2 separate regions of the Ovis aries genome follow, and region 1 is linked to region 2. The links are chromatin contacts, called in public Hi-C maps. All regions are on one chromosome and are shown on one strand. The core of a region is the stretch at or near the end of the contact, and the rest is flanking DNA. Distances in the headings are between cores, read along the strand shown. Region 1 holds the start of NAMPT (nicotinamide phosphoribosyltransferase). Region 2 has its middle 92 kb from the start of SYPL1.

Region 1 (5,994 bases), core at 786-3,285, 97 kb after region 2:
AGGGAGGGTGGGAAATGAAATATGTTAGTTACTAGGATGATAATCTTAAAAGGTTTTATATTAGGAAGGGAATTAATACACCAACCAATCTGACTTGAAATGGACAGGAATAAACCACTCTTAAATAGGTACAGATTCTAATAGTGCTGTTAAGTATGCCTAGCTAGCAGATCAGAAAACTTTAGGGTAACCACTCTTACCTTTCATCCCAGGAAACTGATGTTAAAGCAATTTTACATTCCTTATATATAATAGCTATGGGAGCCACAAACTAAAGAAGCTCCTACACTGTTTTGTTTTTAAAAGTTAAAACTTACCTTTCTTGCTATTAATATATTAAAAAACTTGAAAATTATTTTAAAGATTTGGTTACGGGGATAAAGTTTTAGAAAACTGTGAATGAGACCATTCTAAAATCACCATTAAAAACACTCAAAACACCATGAACTAAGTAACCACAATAGAAGCACAAGTAAACCATCCTTGATAGTGCTATGATCTCCTTGCAACTGTGCAGATTTCCATTTTAAAGTTCCATTTAAAAGACCACTCCTTAAAGAAACTTGGCTCTACTTTAAATAACAACCCATCTTAATTATCAAAAGTAGAATCTTAAACCAGCTAGGAAAAAAAGTTCAACAGAGAACTTAAGTAAAATGGGATTCTCCAAAATACTTTACTGGAATATTTAAGAGAAAAAACTAAAAGCAACAACAACAAAAAATCTGAAAACATTATGCTTTAATCGCTATACTTCAAACTACCATGCTGCTCAAGTAAAAACTGAAACTTATTTTGTGAAAGTGGAGTTTTCAGTCTGACATGTCATTTTTTAGGTGTCCTGGATAACAAAGCTTGTTAGCAAAGTATAATCCAGTTTACTTCATGTAATTTGGAAACTGAGGGAGGGGATATTTCCCAAATTTCCCTTTAATCACTCTTCCCTTTATTAATGTATGAGTTTCAAATAAAATGATCGGGACACCTAGACGTGCAAGCGTCCAATAGCCATAGTAACAGAACGCTGTGTCCTCTCAACAAGTTCTCTAGGTTAACTACAGTTTTTTTTAAACTTCTTGTGTTTCACTTTCCTTTTCACAGAAATCACAAAGTGGTTCTAAGGGAATAAAGGCAGATCGGCCTTTGCAACAGGGGATGAGGAGTGTGAGTGATCACCAGAGGCAAAGGAGTTTGAAACCGAGCCCAATGGAGCGGGACGGGGGAATCGAGCAGGGCTCCCCGGAACAGACAGATGAGGGTCCTCCGCACCCGGGCCACCGGCAGAGGAATGTGGCTGGCTGCTCCGGCAGCCCTACTAGACCTCGCCCACCCCTTCCTCGAGGAGGGACACATCTGCCGACTAAGGGGTGAGCTTGCTTGACTCAGCTCCACGGGGGAAACCCTTTTCAAACCTGACTCCCTCTTTCCACGGCGGAATCCCAGGGGCCGTTACCTAACTGACCTGCTCTCCTCAGGCAAGCCCTAACCAAGGCCGGCCCTGACGGGCCCAGGGCCAAAAGGCCGCACTCCTGGGGAAGGCGTGAGCTCACCCAGTGACGCCCCGGCCGTCGGCCCGCTGAGCTGCCCGGAGCCCCGGGCGGCGAGTGCGGGGAACCGGTTCGGGCCCGCCTCAACCCCTCGCCGCACCGCCCCACCACGCACCCCCCAGGCCCCGCCTCCTGCCGTCCATCCCTCCATCCCTGCTCCATCAGCCTCCTCCCCAACTGCGGCTCCAGCCTCACCTGCCCCATCCCGCCCGCCGCCGCGCCTTCCCTCGGGACTTCCCCAGCGCCACGACCCCAGCCCGGCCGCCCCCGCCCCGCAGCCTCGCGCTGGTCCCCGACGCACCCTCTTCCTCCCTGAGCCTTTACCTTGTACGAGTCGGTGGCCAGGAGGATATTGAACTCGGCTTCTGCCGCAGCATTCATCTCGGGCGGGAGTGTGGGGGCCGCGCGCCGCGGACTGCCCGGCGCGGCTGCGAGGAAGGAGAAAAATGGGCTTCACCGCGCTCCGTTGCTTAAGTCACCGATCGGTCTGAGGGGGAGGGTAAGAGGAGGGAGAAAGGGAGCGAGTAGGAGGGGCCAGAGGAGGGCGGTCCCGGGAGCCGTGACGCGGCGAGGGAAGCGGCGGCGGTGGAGCGGCGGCGGAGGCGGAGCGCGCTGGCAATCTAGGGACTCCCGGCGGCCTCCTCACCCCGGCTGCCCGCCCCCGTCCCATCGCTCCGCTGAGGACGCGAGGGGCGGGGTGAGGCCGCGCGTGCGCAGATTGCAGGGGGCGGGGTGGGAAGGACGTGAGGCACGCGCCTTTCTCGGAGACGCCCACCCCGGGAAACCGGAGGCTAAGGGGCCGCCCCGGCCGGTGACCCATGCGCCCGCTTGGCTTTCATTTCCCGGCCCTATGCTGCGGGGTGGGGTGGGGGCGGAGCCGGGAGGGGGGCGTTCCCAGCCTCGCCACTCCTGCGATTAGCCTGCTCGCCCGCCCCGCTGGCACCTTCCTATCTTTACCCAGTCCTGGCCCATTTTCTGAGTCCTCCTGAAGTCACGCCACTGGCTGGGGGCTGAGCCTCCCTCTGGCCGTCTCCCCGTCTCCCTCGCGCAGTTCCTCACCTTTGTCTCTGGCTCAGATTCAGGATCGAGCCTTTTGCCTTCATCCCTCGTGTCTCTCCTGGTCCTCCTAACCGTCTTTAAAATCTGAAGAGCTGCGCTGAGGAATAAAGGCTGAGGGGTTTGCTTAACCAGACTCATCGACTCCACTTTCCTCCACCTCTGTGACTGAGCTCTTTGATCCTTTGAGGATGTTTTGACTTTTCCTGAGAAAATAGCCTGCGCCCAAATTCAGGTGTTGAATTCAGTCCTGACAGATAATCAGAGGACAAGACCCAGTTGAATCTAGTTTGCCGAGGAGTAATTGGCAACGGGCCAAAGACTGTCAAACAGTCTTTGACAGGGTGCGAGACTGACTTGTGTCATCGCTGTAATCGCTCAATCTTGGGAAACGGGTTGGTAACTTGGAAATACAAAAGCAAATGAAACGACGTCGGATGACTTCAGCCAAACGTGGACCATCTACTTGCTTAGTTCTCATACGTGGTTGCATTTTTACGTAGAACTGATTTCCTTTGTCCCTATGATAAATAGTTGTTTTTAAGATTTAGGTTTTACAAGACACAAGTTACCAGGGGAAAACCAACTTAATGAAAACTGGTACATGAACTTCGCAATTGTCATTCAAGTTAGTGGAAGTCTTATTTTATGGACGGTAGGGGTGGAGGCTGTGAATTGAGAGATTCGTCGTCTGAACACTGCTGCTGCTGCTAAGTCGCTTCAGTCGTGTCCGTCTCTGTGCGACCCCATAGACGTCAGCCCACCAGGCTCCACCGTCCATGGGATTTTCCAGGCAAGAGTTCTGGAGTGGGTTGTCATTGCCTTCTCCGGTCCGAACACTGAGGCCTCTTCAATTAAAAGCAACTTCAGTCCAGGCTATGTCTCGGAGTTAGTACAGATTGCTGACAATCGCCTCCATCTGTAGGGGATTCAGTAAAGGCAAAGATTACAGACGTGGTGAGATATCCCTAGGCACTCACCAAGGTAATGAATAATACTAATGCATTTAGAATTATTTCAACAACAAGGTTTAAAACAAACGAGGCTCTTTTTGGTTGACCTAACTTATGTTTACTAGGGAAAATTACTTTCAAAACTAAATTAATATTAAATTAAAATACTAAAAATTGTATTTGGGGAGATTATGTTATTAATATATTAAAGAGTACGATTCAAAGAAGAAAAATGATCCATTTTGCTCTTAATTTGGACCTTTCTTCCTTCATTCACTTAAAATTTCTATAACCTATTTTACTTAAATGACAAATGCTTTTTGCTTAGCTTCCTGGAATCCATGGATGTATAACTGACCATTGTTCTGTGTGTGTGTGTGTGTCACGGGTGGGTGGGGGGTGGGAAGGAAGGGGGGAATAGAATTCTGATTTCAAAGTGGGCTTTGTTTATGGTAGCATAAAATTTAAGCTTCAGTCTTTGAATTGAATTTACAGTTTTAAGGTGAAAAGGCTTAATATCAGTGCAAGTAAATATGCTATTAACATTGCTTGTTAAATGAAGAAACAGTCATAAGGCCTGCACTCATAGCAGCAACTTGAACACAGAGCAGTCTCCAGAGGATAAGAGGAAAATGATTTCATGTTACCAATAGAAAAGTCTCCATTTGTCTAAGGAAGAATTAGGCATCAGCGGTATCAGACTGCTAATGCAGGAAATGTGGGTTCAGTCCCTGGGTTGGAAAGATCCGTTGGAGAAGGAAACGGCAACCCAGTCCATATTCTTGCCTGGGAAATCCCATGGAGAGAAGAATCTGGTGGGCTACAGTCCCTGGGGTCACAAAGAGTCGGACACAACTTAGTGACTAAACAACAACAAATATGTAACTACGTGGTTAAGTAGGACCAATTTTTAGTTAATTAGGATTTAGAACTATGAAATTATCACCAAATACAAAGTAGAGATTTCAAGTGGCCCTCTATGAAAGACAATTTAATACCTAGCATTTAGTATATTTATCAAGTAGCATCAGTCAGTCAGTCAGTTCAGTCGCTCAGTTGTGTCTGACTCTTTGCGACCCCATGAACCGCAGCACACCAAGCCTTCCTGTCCATCACCAACTCCCGGAGTCCACCCAAACCCATGTCCATTGTGTCAGTGATGCCATCCAACCATCTTATCCTCTGTCATCCACTTCTCCTGCCCTCAATTTTTCCCAGAATCAGGGTCTTTTCCAGTGAGTCGGCTCTCCACATCAGGTGGCCAAAGTATTGGAGCTTCAGCTTCAACAACAGTCCTTCCAATGAATACCCAGTACTGATCTCCTTTAGAATGGACTGGCTGGATCTCCTTACAGTCCAAGGGACTCTCAAGAGTCTTCTCCAACACCACAGTCCGAAAGCATCAATTCTTTGGCTCTCAGCTTTCTTTATAATCCAACTTTCCATACATGACTACTGGAAAACCATAGCCTTGACTAGGCGGACCTTTGTTGGCAAAGTAATGTCTCTGCTTTTCAATATGCTGTCCAGGTTGGTCATAACTTTCCTTCCAAGGAGTAAGCGTCTTTTAATTTCATGGCTGCAGTCACCACCTGCAGTGATTTTGGAGCCCAGAGAAATAAAATCTGCCACTGTTTCCACTGTTTCCCCATCTATTTGCCATGAAGTGATGGGATCAGATGCCATGATCTTCGTTTTCTGAATGCTAAGCTTTAAGCCAACTTTTTCACTCTCCTCTTTCACTTTCATCAAGAGGCTGTTTAGTTCTTCACTTTCTGCCATAAGGGTGGTGTCATCTGCATATCTGAGGTTATTGATATTTCTCCTGGCAATCTTGATTCCAGCTTGTGCTTCCTCCAGCCCAGTGTTTCTCATGATGTTCTCTGCATATAAGTTAAATAAGCAGGGTGACAAGATACAGCCTTGCCATACCCCTTTTCCTATTTGGAACCAGTCTGTTGTTCCCTGCCCAGTTCTAACTGTTGCTTCCTGACCTGCATACAGGTTTCTCAAGAGGCAGGTCAGGTGCTCTGGTATTCCCATCTCTTTCATCTCCAGATGGTCAACACCAAAATCAGATTGATTATATCCCTTGCAGCCAAAGATGGAGAAGCTCTATACTGTCAGCAAAAACATGACCGGGAGCTGACTGTGGCTCCGATCATAAACTCCTTATTGTCAAATTCAGACTTAAATTGAAGAAAGTGGGGAAAACCACTAGACCATTCAGGTATGACCTAAATCAAATCAAGTAGTATCAGTTCAGTTCAGTTCAGTCGCTCAGTTGTGCCCGACTCTTTGCGACCCCATGAATTGCAGCACGCCAGGCCTCCTTGTCCATCACCAACTCCCGGAGTTCACCCAAACTCATGTCCATCGAGTCAGTGATGCCATCCAGCCATCTCATCCTCTGTCGTCCCTTTCTCCTCCTGCCCCCA
Region 2 (6,108 bases), core at 2,685-5,184:
ATTTTGTGCGGTTATCAGAACAGTAACTTCATTCAGGTCCACAGAGATGCAATTGGAAATAATTGCTTTTCCACCTACCTTATTTTGCTCAGGATGACAATCTGTGGGTCTGTCCTGCTAGCTGCAAATGACATATTTCTCTTCTTTTTAGTGGGTGAATAGTATACGTGTGCCGCATTTTCCTGGTCCACTCTCTGAATGGATGTTACGGTTGCTTCCATGTTGTGGCTATTGTTAGTAAGGCTTCAGTCTTTGGTCATTCCAAACTCCTGCTGGGTTCCCCTCCCTGATGCTTCCCCATTCGGAACACCAAGTTGGTTTTCACGTTCTCTGTGTCTGAGTTCCTTCCCTTAATGTGATCTCTGCTATGTCCTGGCATGTTGATGCAAATGACATTCTTTCCTTCATCTTTATTTCTAAGTAAGTGTGTTCTGTGTATATGTATGACATCTTTCCATTCATCTTTTGATATGTAAGTGTTTCCACGGCTTGACTTTCGGAAGCAGTTCTGTAGTGAACATTAGTTTGCATGTATTGTTTTGCCTCCCGGTTATGTCCACGGAGTGAAAGTGTGTGGTCATATGACGGTCTATTTTTAGTTTTTTGTCAGAAATCTCCATGCTGTTCTCCATCGTGGCTGTACCAGTTTAAATTTTCACCAGCACTGTTGGAGGATTCTCTTCTCTTCACACCCTCCCCAGCATTTATTTTTTGTTGATTTTTTGGTGACAGCCATTTAAATTGGTGTGATGTCCCGTGTCCTTGTAATTTTGCTTTGCATTTGTTTGATTATTAGTGATCTTCAGCATCTTTTCCTGTGCCTCTTGACCATGTGTATGTCTTCTTTGGGAAAGAATCTTCTTGGGTCTCGTGCCATTTCGTGACGGGGCTGCTTGTTCTCATGCTGTTTAGCGCTGTGAACCGCGTGTCAGCTTTCGAGACGCCTCCCTGTTGGTCACATCTTTTGGGAGTATTTTCTCCCTGTCTGTCAGTTGTCTTTTCGTTTTGTTTAATTTTTCCTTTGCTCTTCAAATGCATTTAAGTGGGCCCCATTTATTTATTTTTGTTTACATTTTCCTTTATTCTAAGGAACAGATCAAAAAGATATCCTTTGATTTATGTCCCAGAATGTCATGCCTGTGTTTTTCTGTAGGAGTTTTATGGTGTCTGATCTCACATTTAGGTCTTTCATCCACTTTGAGCTCATTTTTGTGTATCATGTTAAAGAATGATCTAATTGCTTTTTTTTCCTTGTAGCTGTCCCGATTTCCCAGCACCATTTGTCTAAGAGTCTCACTGATTGAGGTTGCTGGAGTTTTTGGTGATGCCGTGCTTCCTTGATCCGTGGTGTTCCTCACTGCGGCTTTTGCATTTGAAGTAGGCAGATGCCTCCTCACGGCTTTACTTGCTGCATTCAGGTGGGGTCTAGAGTTTGCTGGTCGTGTTACATCAGAGGTTCACTGCTGCCTTGTATGGGTGCTCCTGCTCCACACTTCTTGTTCCTGCTTCTGGCGGGATTCTTAAGCCTGTGTAGCTTCTCTGGGATTTGGTTTATTAAACAACATAATTGCAAAAATAATCGAATTGTGTAAACTCTTAACAATTATATTTTAGGAAAGTGTGTATACGTGAAAACATATGCATATAATTTTATATGAGTGGATAACATAACTATGATCATGTTATACATTTTTTAAACTGCTTTTTTTTTTCCTTTCTTTATTAGATTGGCTACCCTTCTTCCCCCATCCCACCAAAACCCTGTTTTCCTTCTCACATACTTCCTGTTAACACCGTATAATATTCCTACTTGTATTTTCTCCATATTTCTTATACGTATGCTCAGTCACCAAGGTGTGTCTGGCTCTTTGCGACCCCACAGACTGTAGCGGACCAGACACTTCTGTCCACGGGATTTTCCAAGCAAGAATACTGGAGTGGGTTGCCATTTCCTACTCCAGGGCAACTTCCCAACCCAGGGATTGAATCTGCGTCTCCTGCATTGCAGGCAGTTTCTTTACCACTGAGCCAGCTGGGAAGCCCTGTACTTCTTGTGTACTTATATGCGATAATATGATCACATACATGTAGAGTGATATTCAAAATATGTAGCACAAATATGCACAGTAGCACCCAATGAGAATAAACACCAGATGAAATACCGGTGGCTCTATCAGTGTGTGCTGCCTACAAGCCAACTCGCTACACACACGTAAACACACACACACAGACTGAATAGTTTCTATCAGTGTTTATGCTTTACAAAAATGGAGCAACATTATAAACATTTTGTCTTACTGCAGTTTATCCAACGACACTCAGTCTCTGCAATCCAACTGTGGTGAGGCTTTTATTCATTCTCCTTGGTTGATGTTTAAGGCATATTAAGCTGGCAGGATGTATTAACATTATTCAACAGTACCCTGTTTGTGGACTTCCTCTTTGCTACCAGTGTTTTTGCTACCATGAGCAATGTAGCAGTGAACGTTCTGGAACATACGTCATTATGTACAGGGGATTTTATCTCTAGGGCATCTAGTCCCAGCAATGGAACAGGTGGACTAAATGGTGAGAGGTAAATTTTGTTAGATGGTGTTAGCTTTTCAAAGTTCTTTGACAGTTGATATTTTTATCGTGCAGATTTAAAGAAATCACTTCGCCTACATCCTAACTAGCCATAAGTAAGTGGCTTTTTGATTTTTGCCAGCCGCTTGGATATAAAATAACCATCTGCATTTCCCTAGCCACTTGTGCACTCCCACACCTTTCCATGACTTGGCTATCTGGATTTTCTCTTTCTGACTCTATTGTGTTGTTTGTTTTCTTGTCAGTATGTAAGAGCATTTGCATGTCGCATATATTAACCCTTTGCCTAGATTAAAACACTTTTTTCTTAACCTAGGATCTATTCATTGATTTGGCTTGAATTATCTCTTGGCTTACAAAATGTCACGGTCATGAATATCTGCCTTCCTGTGTCTCCCTCCTTTCTGCCCCATCTTTGTGCACGTGTGTGCGTGTGTGCACAAACGCGCACACCAGTTTTGCTTCCCCTTGTCCTGCCTTTCTGCGTCTTTCCTCGTGCCTCTCATTCTCTCTACGCATCTCGCTGGCTCCGCACCCCTCGCTTTTCCCGCTCCATGAGAATGCTAACTTCAGCGCAGGGAACACTGTCTTTTCTTGCTTGTGTTACTTATACAGCCAAGACAGACCCGGGCGGTGACTGGGTGCAGCACGGTGGGAGGTTGAAACAATGCATTTTCAAAACTGATTGAGATTCCCCTAGTTTTTTCCATTTTATATGGCTTCTCCAATTCACCCTGAGATTCTGATTCCACTGGAGTAGGGTGGAATGTACACATCTCTCCCTATTTAAATGTCTCCTCCAGGATGTCTTAAAATCTGAGGTTGGTGCTGGATCAGGGTAGCTAAGCAAATGCCCCCAAGTCTGGGCAGCTTGCCTGGGAGATTGGACAAGCCTGGCTCTTGCAGTCTCAGATGATTACCTTCAGCAGCCAACCAGCTCCGTGTAAGACAGCATGAGGCCTCACAGGGAGCAGAGACAAGGGTGAAGTAGGTCTGTTGCTGCTGAGCCGCTTCAGTCATGTCCGACTCTGTGCGACCCCATAGACGGCAGCCCACCAGGCTCTGCTGTCCCTGGGCTTCTCCAGGCGAGAACACTGGAGTGGGGTGCCATTTTCTTCTCCAGTGCAGGAAAGTGAAAAGTGAAAGTGAAGTCACTCAGTCGTGTCCGACTCATCGCTACCCCATGGACTGCAGCCTACCAGGCTCCTCCGTCCATGGGGTTTTCCAGGCAAGAGTACTGAAGCGGGGTGCCATTGCCTTCTCCGAAGAAGGTCTACAGGCCTGCTAGACCTCCAGTGGCGGAGGAAGGATGCGGCACGTCAGAAGCAGCTGTAGTGCGGCCAGTGGCCACAGCGGGGCAGTGTGGACCCATGTGGCTCCGAGGTGGACTGGACTCTGACGCAGGCTCCGGGAGAGCGCTGGTCTGAAGGGCTCTTTCTCTGCCCTTCTCTCCTCCAGCCCTTAGTCTCCGTCCTGCAGAACCTGGCTCTCAGACGGTTAGAGTTCATACAACATTTATTGAGTGTGAATTATCTTAGGTCGCACTTGGGTGTCCTGGATTTGTTTTATTGAATCTTCATAGACATCCAGGGTAGGCATATTTTTTCTACTTTCCCAAGGAGGAAGCTGCAGCTTAGGGAAGTTAATTAACTTCCTAGTGGGTGGCAGAGCCAGGATTTAGACTCAAGCCTGTCTGACTCCAAGCCAAGTGTTTCTTTCATTGAACAACTGCCACCTCATACAAGTTACATTTGATTCCGAACATATTAATAAATGTTAATTTATCAAATAATTTACCCATTCATGCTGATTATTTTTTCTGTTCTTCCCTTCCATCTTAAACAAAGAAACCAGTAAGGATAACTGTGTTAGTTAAGAAATCTGAAAGCCCACAGTCTGCATTTTACCCGGAGACGGAAGAAACGAAGAATGAATGGCTGATGGTGGAATATCCCCGTGGGGTCGCCTCCTCCACACAGCTGGGCCTGGGTGTCATGCTCGACATCTGCAGGCCTGATGCAGGATTTTATTTGGCTGATATGGTATTATTTAAAAATCTGAATTTCAGTTCATCATAGTTCCTACCGTTCCCTTTTCTTTCCGTCTTTATGCTCTGCTCATTCATGCTACCTTCTGGGTACTGCTGATGGCAGCACTGGGCCCCTGGGTCCTGGCAGTACCAGTGCCTCTGGGCTGTGAACCCCCCCCCCCCTCCATCTCCCTTCCCTGGCTCTCCTTCCCTCCAGGTGTTGTTGCTGTCATTACACTCGCTGTTGTCTGCAGCTGGAGGGTCTCACCTGAGATCTTTGGGTCCACACTGCTGCTCAGGGCACCCAGACCCCCAGGCTTGCCAGGGCTAAATTTAACTGTTGCTGCCTCATCAAACCCTTGGGCGTTTATAGCCATGGAGGCCTAGGGTGGCTGAGCTGGAAGTTGCTGAGGGCTGCAGGCCAGGGCTCTTACCCAAGGGTTTAGATTGAAATTAGCATCCAGGATGTTCCAAGCACTTGGTCCCTCCCTTTCTTCTTAATTGGAGTTGGGGAGAAGGGAGCAGGCAAGAAGTGCTTAGAGAATAAGACAGCACAAGGCAGACCCTGGGCACACTCTGAATTTGCTCAGTGGTTTCTCTCTTCTCTGTGATCAGTCACCCTCACGGCACATGAGCACAGGAAGACCACAAGCTGGAGGCTACTCTTTCCAGCTGAGTCCAGCAAGGGTGATCCACATGGCCGGGGCCACCCGGATTGGCAGCTGAGAGAGGGCTGCCTGCTGGCCAGTTCTCTCCTGATCCACTTGCCCCTGAGTCACTGTCCAGGGAGCCACTGGCCTTGCTCTGAGCTCGGCTCTCATGTCATCCTTTCTTGACCCGAGTGTTCATGGACAGGCTGTGTTCCCAAAAGCCTTGGCCCGAGGCTCTCTGAGACTTTCCAGCTGGCAAGTGCTGTGGCGTTGGCAGGCCCTCTGGCCAGGAGAGCTGGTGTGTGTGCACAGCAGCAGGTTCTCAGTGGCAGTTGCAACAGAACAGGAATACAGGCCCAGAGATGGAGTGGGGACACTGAAGGGGTGGGGCTGGGATGGAGGATGGAGCCCCCGGATTCCGGGGGGCCCTGGGTGGAGGAGGGGCCTGCCCGACATGGAACCACCATGGCTAGTCTCAGCTGATGCCCTTGACTGTGAGTGAGATGTTGTCAAACGTCCCCCGAATCCAAGTGAATTGTAGACATCCTTTACTCTTCCCTAACTCCTCCACGCCCAGGGCAGGAGAAATTCCATTCCTGTGTCCTGTGTGCCTACTGGCTGGCCCTCCGGCCCGCCGCCTTCACCTGGAAGGGGCCTTGCGGTGCCTTGTTTGCACCTGCTCGCGTGACAGAGGGCCAGCTACCACTCTGAGGTGCTGAGTTTTATGTCTGGGTCTCCGACCTCTCCCTGCATGTCCTCAGCACTTTTCACTTTGTCGTGCCGATATTGACAATAGTTAGCAACCAGGATACGGCACCAGCTACATTGTTAACACTTTGAATG

The links. Hi-C and Micro-C count contacts between places; a contact is called where the count stands out from the background.
Region 1: a contact with region 2 is called in a Hi-C map of mixed tissues, with 3 times the contacts expected there. The contact joins the promoter of NAMPT here to the enhancer-like site in region 2. A contact is called at or near these places in 2 of 16 Hi-C or Micro-C datasets (liver and mixed tissues).

The regions. Positions count from the first base shown.
Region 1 is chr4:48,881,316-48,887,309 of ARS-UI_Ramb_v3.0, forward strand. NAMPT (nicotinamide phosphoribosyltransferase) reads right to left here and starts at 2,036. Exons shown (of 11, transcript XM_004007842.5): 1 at 1,872-2,036. The coding sequence starts at 1,928. It overlaps LOC132659733 (a long non-coding RNA gene), which reads left to right and starts at 2,117. Exons shown (of 2, transcript XR_009600479.1): 1 at 2,117-3,587.
Region 2 is chr4:48,782,302-48,788,409 of ARS-UI_Ramb_v3.0, forward strand. No RefSeq gene overlaps it. Among named protein-coding and RNA genes, the nearest start is that of SYPL1, 92 kb to the left of the region's middle. Within about 2 kb of position 3,935, at least 21 of the 54 cell types and tissues checked have an H3K27ac peak or open chromatin away from gene starts, as enhancers often do. A contact at or near this core is called in liver, where this site is marked.